2 separate regions of the Mus musculus genome follow, and region 2 is linked to region 1. The links are chromatin contacts, called in public promoter capture Hi-C maps. All regions are on one chromosome and are shown on one strand. Each heading gives the region's core, a stretch centred on a gene start, on an enhancer-like site or on the middle of the called end of the contact. The rest is flanking DNA. Distances are from core to core; before and after follow the strand shown. Region 1 holds the start of Zfp46 (zinc finger protein 46). Region 2 holds the start of Dffa (DNA fragmentation factor, alpha subunit).

Evidence for each region. Promoter capture Hi-C pulls out the DNA fragments that hold promoters and counts their contacts.
Region 2: a promoter capture Hi-C map of pre-B cells shows a contact between it and region 1, with 6 times the contacts expected there. The contact joins the promoter of Dffa here to the promoter of Zfp46 in region 1. A contact is called at or near these places in 1 of 39 promoter capture datasets (pre-B cells), 1 of 484 Hi-C or Micro-C datasets (CD4 T cells) and 1 of 9 other capture datasets (liver).

What each region holds. Positions count from the first base shown.
Region 1 is chr4:136,283,559-136,288,819 of GRCm38.p6, forward strand. Zfp46 (zinc finger protein 46) reads left to right here and starts at 2,509. Exons shown (of 3, transcript NM_009557.4): 1 at 2,509-2,923; 2 at 3,514-3,757. The coding sequence starts at 3,652.
Region 2 is chr4:149,101,070-149,106,330 of GRCm38.p6, forward strand. Dffa (DNA fragmentation factor, alpha subunit) reads left to right here and starts at 3,073. Exons shown (of 6, transcript NM_001025296.2): 1 at 3,073-3,317; 2 at 5,083-5,244. The coding sequence starts at 3,182.

The DNA of each region.
Region 1 (5,261 bases), core at 1,259-3,758:
AAAGGTCCCAAATTTGTTTTCCAGTGCTCATATAAGGTGGCTTACAACTGTGGTATTTTACGAACGTGGCATAATAATTCAAGAGAGAGCACTTCATTGGGCTCTGCCAAGGTGTCCCCTCAAACATTTAGGTCTGGTATAAAAGGGTGTTTATTGGGGGAAGGGAGCCAGGGACCTGGAAAGGAATAGAGGCAGAGGAAGGGGAAGAGAGGACAGAGAGAAGAGAGAGGAAGAAAGGAAGAGAAGAAAGGCTGGCTAGGACATGTGGGGAAAAGAGAGAGAGGAAGAAGAAGGGAGGGAGGGAGGGAGGGAGGGAGAGAGAGAGAGAGAGAGAGAGAGAGAGATAAGTCCTTATACTGCCTGGCTCCAGGCTAGTACCTGGGGTAGAGACAGGCAGGCTGTTGCTAGGTAACTGCTGGGCGGAGCCTAGAGGGATGCTAACCACCACCACCACCAGTAATTCCAGCAGGAACCGAACACTCTCTTCTGGCTTCTCCAGGCACCTGTACTCACATGCTCATATCCCTCCCCTTTATAAATAATTAAAGATAAAATAAAATTTAAAAAAGGAAATGGGCCTGGAGAGATTTTTCTGAAAGATACCCAGCCTAGGTCTGTCCAATCTTTATGCCCATATTCTGGCTGTTGTAAATCCTTCAGGATTCTAACTCACATGGTGGCTGGATACATTTTACAGTAGGTAGAATAGTGCAATTTTGTGGCATCGAAACATTTTTTAGTCCTACCCTTGGGAGCACAAGAGAAGCACAGGTAGAAGAGATTCATTGTGGCTGGTAGGGGTCCTGCTAGTTTGTTTTTTTTTTAGACCCCTGAGTCATGTAGCCATAAATAACTGGGCATTGGGAACAGAACACTCTAATAAAAGCATGGCCGGGAATCTTATTTGGAAAAAAAAAATTCCCCAAGTCCTTCAGTGTGTGTGGATGTATCTGTAAAACAAAAGAAAAGTCCCTTTTCCCAGCCTAGGCAGAGAAGTCTCCCGTTCAGTCAGAGACAACAGGCGTCTGGGCATCAAGCCAAGGTTTGGGGATATTTATAACTTGAAGAGGGTGGGAGTCCCTAATAAGCTGCTATATTCTTTTTCCATCACTTCCCTCTCCAAGGCTACAGCAAGCTGGGAGCTCTTCCCCACACAGAATCCCTGTTTTGCTTAGCCCTCGCCTTCCATTGTCTAATTCCTTCATCCCCGCTAGGGAAAGGAAAGGCTACAAGTCCTTCCATTTGGAGGATTCTGAGTGAATGCAGCATAGCCAACGCTGATGTTTCTTGGCCAGCTGTTGTGGCCTCGGAGATCTGTTTATGAGATTGTTGTTTCCCGGAGCTATAGAACAGTCTCTGCAGTCTTGAAGCTTTGTGCTCATCCTACAACCAAACCCTGCCCTTTGCCTGTTAATCCATGGATTCGGATTTCTATTCATGGCCCTGAGATCTCTGGAATCTGCTGGTGATATCTAGAACCTTTCTGAACGTCAGGCCTCTTTAGATCTCTGAGGAGCCAGCGACCACAGACCAGGAGGTAAGCCTGTCCGTTCTGTCCTAATCTGGTTTTGTGATTTCTTTGAAACAGAGACTACTAGCATCCTTAGGACTCCAGGTTGTCGCAGGCCTAAGGTTTTCATGATGTTGGGAGGTCTCCAAGATTCCTTTCAGCAGAGACACCCTCAAGAGTACCAAGTCCCTGAGTCTCCCACTCCAGGGCCAGCTATTTCCCTACACACCCTACCCCACCCCCCCGCTTCTGATTTCAATGTTTTGGCGACTTAGATGGGTGCACTTGAGCTCCGTCTCTATAAAAGAGCTCGAGACGCTCCCTACAGGGTTAACGTTGGAACACCCTGGGCCGGGCCGCGGACAGCACTCCAGCACCGGACAGGGGACGCGAGGCCTCGTGGGATATGTAGTCTGGGGTGGGTTGTGACTGCCGGAAGGCCTACTGGGAGTTGTAGTTCTCAGTATCCAGAAAGCGAGAGCTTCAGGCGGTGTTGGGAGTCCGTGGGCGGGGCCCAAAGTTCCATCCCGGCCAGGGAGTCTCCCAAGGGAGGGAAAAGAAGCCTTTTCCCGCTCTGGCCTGGGCTGTCAAATGAGGGGTGATCTCAGCTGAGGTCAGCCCGAGCTTCCACACTCAATCTAACCTCGCGGATAATATATGACTCAAAGATGGTCGTAGGGCCATGAGAAAAAAAAAAAAACACAGACGCTTCCTTTGCTGAGTCGTGCTGTGGTTTCCGAGAAAAAAGTATGTGTGGGGGTATTCTCACTGGTCTTGAAGGTCGCGGTCCTGTCTCTTCCCTTTTGTTCTTTTCCCTCCCCTGCTCTTGGCTGCTAAGTGGCCTTTGTACGCCAGAGTGAAACTCCAAGTCCCGTCAGGCCGCGAGGTGCGCGCACGCGTGATGGAGCTACCCGGCCACGCCGCAGGAGGAGGGCTGATGGTTTGGCTTCTGATTGGTCAGATATTTTACGATTTCTTTTCGCTGATTGGCTGGGATTGCTGCCGGAAAGGTCCCAGCCCGGAGATGGCAGAGCAGAGGCGTTCTATGGGCTGGGTTGAAAGCCTCCTCCCTTGAATTGCATCGGCCTGACCCCCCAGCCTAGGGGGCACCCAGCCAGTGCCTGCCCTCTCCTACCCTAACGTTGCACGTACTCGATATTAACCGAGACACGGAGAGTGGGTGACTCTTCGGGAGTCAGAGAGGAGAGTGACCAGTCCTGGGCCTTCCCCTCATACCCTGCGACCAGAACTCCAGCCCTAGGGAGTAGTGGGCAGGGCCTCTTGCCGCGCCTCACGTCCTGCTTTTCGCCTCCTTCAACGTTGTCTGCTAGCTGGTTTTCCTGCTCTCTCTCTCCCAGGAGACGAACGCTTGAGCCCGAGATGGCAGCCACCCTGCTCATGTCTGGGACTCAGGTAAGCCCCGAGGGCTCTGCTTACCCATCTTGCCCGGTGTTTCCCCGTCTGCAAACCCCTATAGGAAATTCCCTGGGATAAGCTCATTTTGCTATTCTGCTTAGTATACGGGCTTCGAGTTGGCTAATATAACCATATACAAGCATATATAGAACACCCACTGTAAGACTAAATACTGAGGAGAATAAAACCAAACAAGATGGGTGGTACCCTTCTTGCCAACAATCTGTAGGGAGAACGGTGTGTCCGGTTAACCTGGATGCGATATGGTAAGTATTCTGTTGGCCTGAGCAAGGACGTATTGTGGTGTGGGAAATAGTAAGTCGAGGAGTGGTTAATTCTAGATGTGGTGTCCAAGGATGGAGCGAAGAGTGATAAAGGGTGGGGAGAAACAGAACAGCAGTTGGCTCTAGAACTGGGCCATAAAGACGAGAATTTCACTGGTCTAAGAAAAGGAGAGCCTTGTATGTAAGGGTCCAAAGTGGGCAGGGACGGCCTGAGCGGGAAGCTAGTAGATTGCCCCTGTCTTTTGACCACATGTCTTTTTTTCTTCTTTCTTTATTATTTTTTTTTTCCTTCGGACTCTACAGATGAGACTTAATGCCACTGCCTTCTCGACATTTCTAACCATGTCTCTAATTTCAAGAAGAAAAGCTGGTTCTAAACTCCTAGATACCAAGTAGTGAGGAAGCGTTGTGTGATTTCAGGCCCCTGTGACATTTGAAGATATGGCCATGTACCTCACTCGGGAAGAATGGAGACCTCTGGATCCTACACAGAGAGATCTTTACAGGGATGTGATGCAGGAGAATTACGGAAATGTTGTCTCACTGGGTGAGTGAGGACTTTTATCTTGTCTTACCTCTTAGGGGTTTTGAAACTGTCAGAACGGCTTAGGTCTTTTCGATACAGCCTTGTTTGTTGTTAAGGAAAACCACACGGTTAGTTACCTGCTTTGGTGCTCATTCAAATCTTTAAGTGTGGGAAGATCCGTGTTTCCCAGTCTTAAATGAAAAGTAAAGTTTCTGCCGTTTCCGAGACTCTGAGGATTCTCGTGCCCTGAGTCATTAGCGGCTCTGTGGCCTGTTTGTACAGATTACTGACCAAACAGGTCTTACACTCTGGTGCTCGCCAGGACATAAATGCCCTATAAATGGTGCTTTTTCTCTGGGGCGCTGGAAGATGAGGGCTCTGAGGTGGGTTCACAGGAGGACAGAAACCTCCCTTCTATGTTTGTTTTGGCTCCATAGCTGCAGCGTTGCTTCAGGTACTTTAGGTCGGTTCTTGTCTAGAGATCTTTCAGAGGCGATCATCCTTCAAGTGTGTCTTCTTTCTTTTTCCTTTTATTATGTGTAAGTACACTGTAGCTGTCTTCAGATGCACCAGAAGAGGGCATCAGATTTCATTACGGATGGTTGTGAGCCACCATATGGCTGCTGGGATTTAAACTCAGGACCTTCAGAAGAGCAGCCAGTGCTTTTAACTGCTGAGCCATCTCTCCAGCCCCAGTCTTGTTTCAGAAGAACCACTGAATAGTCAGCTCACAGATCCTATTCAGAGGAGAAGTCGTGAGGCTGCAGATGCAGCTCGGTTGGTAGAGCGCTTGCTTAGCAGACTTGAAGCCCTGGGTTTCATCCTCAGTCCGGCATACAGCCAGACATAGGACTGAGATATTTTAAAATGTTTTTATTCTCAGAACAGAAGGCGACCTGACAGGTTTTCTTTGCTTGGACTCTCTCTCTCTCTGATGTCCCAGTTTCCTTGGAGTCTTCTTTTTATTTTTTATTCATTTTTAGGTGATACTAATAATGAGTTTCATTTTGACATTTTCATATACACGTGTCCAAACACTTGATCTGATTTGCTCCCCTCCCCTACTTCCTTGAGCTCTTGTCCCTTGAATTGTTCTTTAAAGGCAGCAACAACTCCAATACCAAACACAAAGTGAACAAATCCAGGAACAGGTGGAAGAGATGCCTCAAATGTTAAGAGTGGACATTGCTTTTGCTGAGGTGCTGAGTTCAGTTCCCAGTACCCATAGCAGGCACCTTACAACCACTGGTATTTCTAGCTCCAGGGGATTAGATGCCCTCTTCTGGCTCCTGAAGGCATATGCAATCACATGTACACATACTCCAACCTAGATGCATACACATAATTAAACGTGAAGTAAAGATTCAACAGCCATCACTATGTTATTTACTCAGACCTATTTTAAGTAGAACCTAACTATATCATCCCACCCAACAAAAAAAGAGAATGAGAAAAGAAAGAAAGGAGCGTCTTTTAAAAGATACACTCTTGAATCCCTACAGTCTGTCTCAGGAACATTTCTTAG
Region 2 (5,261 bases), core at 1,823-4,322, about 13 Mb after region 1:
ATAAAACCTGGGCTCCAGCACAATGACTACGTGGTACAGTGGTGCACAACTGTGACCACAGCACATGGGCTATATGCTGAGTTCAAGGCCAATCTAGACTATGTAAGGTTCCCGTTGGTTGGTTGGTTTGTTTTTTAAATTAAAAAAAAAAATTTATACAGGCAGAAGACTGGAACACCCAGACTTTGAGAACTGGGGACATTTGAGGAGAGAGGAGCAGTCTGTGAACCATCATTATGGTAGCTGAATTGTTAGATGTGTTGCTTTAGGTTTTTGAGACAGAGTCTCACTGTGTAGTCCAAGCTGGCTCAAATTCAAGATCCCCTGCTTCTGCCTCCAGAGTTCTGGGATTATAAGTGTACCAGTATGCCCTGCTCTTTAACCTTAATATCACCACCCGACCACCACCAACATCACTATTTTGTATGTATATGATGCTAGTCCTTGTGTGCTAAGCAAATGCTCTACCAATGACCCACACCCCCAGTGCCAATTCTTTTCATGTTAAACACTGGAGCAATAAAACAACAACAACAACAACAAACCAGACTTGTATCACAGCCAGGAGGGATGAATATATTGCCAGGCAGTAATGAATCAGCTCTGTGATTCATGGTTCCCTTTACTTTCTGACTTGCGATCTTATCATTCTTTCTTGCCAAGAGACACATTTTCTTAATTCCCATTTCTATTTATTTTCAATTCTGTAACCAGGCACCGCTCCATTCTATAAGATACTGTTGAGTGTTCCCACTGAGCAGAACAGAAAAGGTTGATCTTATAGCCAGAAGTACAAAAAAAGAAAGAGGATTCTTTTTCATTTCAAAGTTACTTTCTTATAAACCAAAGACAAGGCGATATAACAAGAGAAAAATAACCGGTTGGTCAACATCATTTCCGGTTACCTTTTTGTGTAAGAATTAAGGCATGATCATGCCAAGCAGAGTGAGCCTGTTTGAGAAATCTGCCTATCCCTCTAATCTTGATCCCTGGGAAGTCGAGATAAAGTTTATTTTTATTTCAGTCATGTGAAATCTTCACATGAATGTCTTTTGCCCACAGTCCTAGGAATCAAACTTAAAGTCTTGTTCAGGCTGGCTTGTGTTCTGGCATTTAGCTACCCCCAGTCTGTATTTTTATTTTTAGCTCAATTTGTTGGTGTCTAAAACAACTCCCTGGTCTACAGCAATGCCCTCCTGTTATTGCTATTTAGCAACCTTTTTGCGTAGTTCAGGAGAGCTGGCTGGTAGACGGCTCATCAGTTAAGAGCACTCACTGCTCTTGCAGAAAAGCCTGGGTCTGGTCCCCACCACCCACATAGTGGCTCACAACTTTCCAGGACCCCAGGGCCAGGGCATGTCTTCTTTTGATCTCAGCAGCAGGTACCGGGCAAATGTGTATGTAGTGCACAGAGATATATGCAAACAAAACATTTATACAATAAATAAATAAATTTAATACAATTTAATACAAAAAATAAAATAAATATTTTAAAGTTTTTCTCTGATGGGACATTGCATTTTTGGCAAGACTGAAAATTAATGTTCTATGTTGAAAACTGACTTCCTTCAAAATATCCTGCAGTGGTGGCTCATGCCTTTAATCCCAGCACTTGGGATGCAGGAAGATTTCTGAGTTCCAGGCCAGCCTGGCCTACAGAGTAAGTTCCAGGACAGCAAGGGCTAAACAGAGAAACCTTGTCTTGAAAAACAAAACAAAACAAAAAATTAATTAATTTTGGTTTTTGAGACAGAATTTCTTTTTTTTTTAAGATTTATTTATTTATTATTATATGTAAGTACACTGTAGCTGTCTTCAGACACTCCAGAAGAGGGAGTCAGATCTCGCTACGGATGGTTGTGAGCCACCATGTGGTTGCTGGGATTTGAACTCTGGACCTTCGGAAGAACAGTCTGGTGCTCTTACCCACTGAGCCATCTCACCAGCCAGAGACGGAATTTCTTTGTGTAACTTTGGCTTGTTCTCCTTGGCCTTGAACTCAATGAGATACAACTGCCTCTGCCTCCCAAGAGCTAGGATTAAAGGTATTCACCAGCATGCTGGGTTACAAAAATAAAATTTTAAGAAACATAAGTAAACCAGCTCCTTTTAAAAACTTAATAATAATTTCATAGCAACCATTTGTGTGTGTGGGGGGGGTATGTGTTCACATGAGCATACATGCATGCATACAAATGTCAGGTTGTGTGATCAGAGAACAACTTTTGGAAATCTGTTTTCCTACCATGCTGGGCTCTGGGATCAAACTCAGGGTGTAAGGACTGGCAGCAAGCACCTTTACCCACTAAGCTATCTTGTCAGCTATTTAACTTAATGTAAAATGTTTACTTAATATTTCAACTTGCTTGTAAATCATATCCTTTAAACTTCAAAAGTCACAAAACCAGTCCTGAAAAACACACAAACACACACACACACAATTTTCTCTTTTATGTAGCTCTGGCTGTGTAGAAACTCACTATGTAGACCAGGCTGCCCTGGAACTCATAAAGATCCTTCTGCCTCCTGAGGATTAAAGGCCTGAGCCACAACACCCAGTTCAATGGCAACTCTTAAAACATGAATATGCATCTGGAGAGATGGCCCAGCAGTTAAGAGCACTGACTGCTCTTCCAAAGGTCCTGAGTTCAAATCCCAGCAATCACATGATGGCTCACAACCATCCGTAATGAGATCTGATGCCTTCTTCTGGTGTGTCTGAGGACAGCTACAGTGTACTTATGTATAAATAAATCTTTAAAAAGGAAAAAAAAAAAACATGAATATATGGCTGGCAATGTAGTGTAGAACTATGCTTACCATACATGAGACCCCGGGTTTTCCATCATACAGTCTTTTAGAGAAGAAAAGGAGGGGAAGGTAACAGGGTAGGGGAAAGAAAACAACAGAAAAAAAAGAAATCTCCAATCTGGACCACTTCCCTAAACTGAATCCCCCCCGCCCCTGGCTTTGAACCCAGAAACTACAATTCCCGTCGTGCCCTGGAACGCCCGTGATTAGCCGCCACTAGAACTACATCTCCCGGCGTGCCTTGGTCTCGCGTAACTTGCTGAGAGAACTACATCTCCCGTCAGGCAGCGGGAGGAAGGTTGTCAAAGCTTAGGGAAGGGGCTCTGGGCTACCTGGGATTTCCCAGAGTCGCCAGGTCCCCACTTTGAGGATGGAGCTGTCGCGGGGAGCCAGCGCCCCAGACCCGGACGATGTCCGGCCTCTCAAACCGTGTCTGCTACGCCGCAACCACAGCCGCGATCAGCACGGCGTGGCAGCCTCCAGTCTCGAGGAGCTGAGGAGCAAAGGTTGGCTGCTGAGGGGACCGGGCGGGGTCGGGAAGGTGACCCCAGAGCCTAGGGACTGCAGGGACCCACGTGGGTCCAGTGATTGACAGATTCCTGGCGTTTTTACTTACCTACACTGAGAGGAGCCGTGAAGGGGACGGGAAACTGTGCAGGTCCAGGTTCATTGACCTGATTTTGGACCAAACCGAGTCCAGCGTATTCTGTCCACTCTGGCTCACAGAGGCGGTACTGGGGCTCCCCGACGGGATGGGAATGGGAGTCCGCACTCAGTACCTATTCCATTAAAAGGGAGCTGTCAGTGCCTGCCCTTAGAGTCCAAGTAAGGAACGTGAGCCATGTTCTGATCCTGACTATACTTTGCATTTAACCATCTCTGGACCCTTAGTTTCCTCAGCCGTGTAGTGGGTGTATTTTCAACTTTGCTTCAAAGGATTCTTGGGACTCTCAAGTGAGATGGTCTGTTCAATGGTTACTTACAAGCGTTATTAGCCCGTAGCAACAAATGAGATACTCAAAGAAGTTCTGCAGGTCTTTCATGTCAGCTAGCTCCGGGCACGGATTCACCTGTGCCAGGGTGTGCATCGCTTCCGGAGAGCTAGCTACTGAGACCCAGGAGCAGGGTTTGATCTGGTGACAGGGGTTCTGTCACACCAAGGCTTGCATTTCACCCCAGCACAAGGTTAGTTCAGCTTAGTGCCACTTCAGTTGCATTGGCTGGGTGTCCTTGGCCCCAGAGACTTCTGTTCTCTGCAGCAGAGCCTATAGCAGACTGACTGGCAGTTCTATTTTGGGTGATGACAGCCTTATGGAAAGCCTCTTGCCTGGCAATAATATAAATGAAATGACACTGAGTAAAGCTTCTGCCAATACTGTAGTTTCCTTCAGTCTAGAAGAACTGCAAAAGAAGATAGCCACAGAGAGAATAAACCACCTACTTTTTGTTTTCTGACATTTGATGTGTAGAATTCAAGATTACCACCGAATAAATGAGCAAGGGACAGCATTACGCGTCCACTGTAATCAGACCAGCCTCTGGTTGGATGCTTATTTATGTAGACTCAAATGCCTCCTATGTGAGGATGCTGGAAAGATGGCTCAGCTGCTGAGAGTGCTTTCTGCTCTTGCAGAGGATCTGGGCTCAGTTCTTAGTACCCACATGGTGGCTCACAACCTTCTAGTACTCCAGTTCCAGGGCATCCAACACCCGCTTCTGGGCTCCATGCATGTGGGTGGGCACAACACATGTATGTAATCTACACACATACCTTCAGAAAAAAGAAACCACTCATGAATATAAAATCTAAACAAACAAAAAGTTTAGGGCTGGAGAGATGGCTCAGTGGTTAAGAGCACTCACTGCTCTTCCAGAGGTCCTGAGTTCAATTCCCAGCAACCACATGGTGACTCACAACCATCTGTAATGAGATCTGATGCCCTCTTCTGGTGTGTCTGAAGACAGCTAAGTCAGTGTACTGATATACATAAAGAAATCTAAAAAAAAAAAAAAAAGTTTAGTCTTAACTATGCTACTTACAGTAGGATTTTGAGTAAATTCCTTAATCTCTCAGAGCTTGGGTTCATTGTCTATAAATTGGGAATAATAATAGTAACTCCTTTGTAGCATCAGTTTTTTACCGGAAACGCAGTAAGAATGGGACCAGGCGTGTGATGAATGTCACATACGTGGGGCATACCAGAGAGTTCTAAGACAGATACCATTTCCTTATGGATGTTTGTCACCTGGCAACTATTTTCTTCTTCTCAGCCTGTGAACTCCTGGCCATTGATAAGTCCCTGACGCCGATCACCCTGGTCCTGGCTGAGGACGGGACCATAGTGGATGACGATGACTACTTCCTCTGCCTTCCTTCCAATACGAAGTTTGTGGCGTTGGCCTGCAATGAGAAGTGGATTTATAATGATTCCGGTAAGAAATGCAGGCTG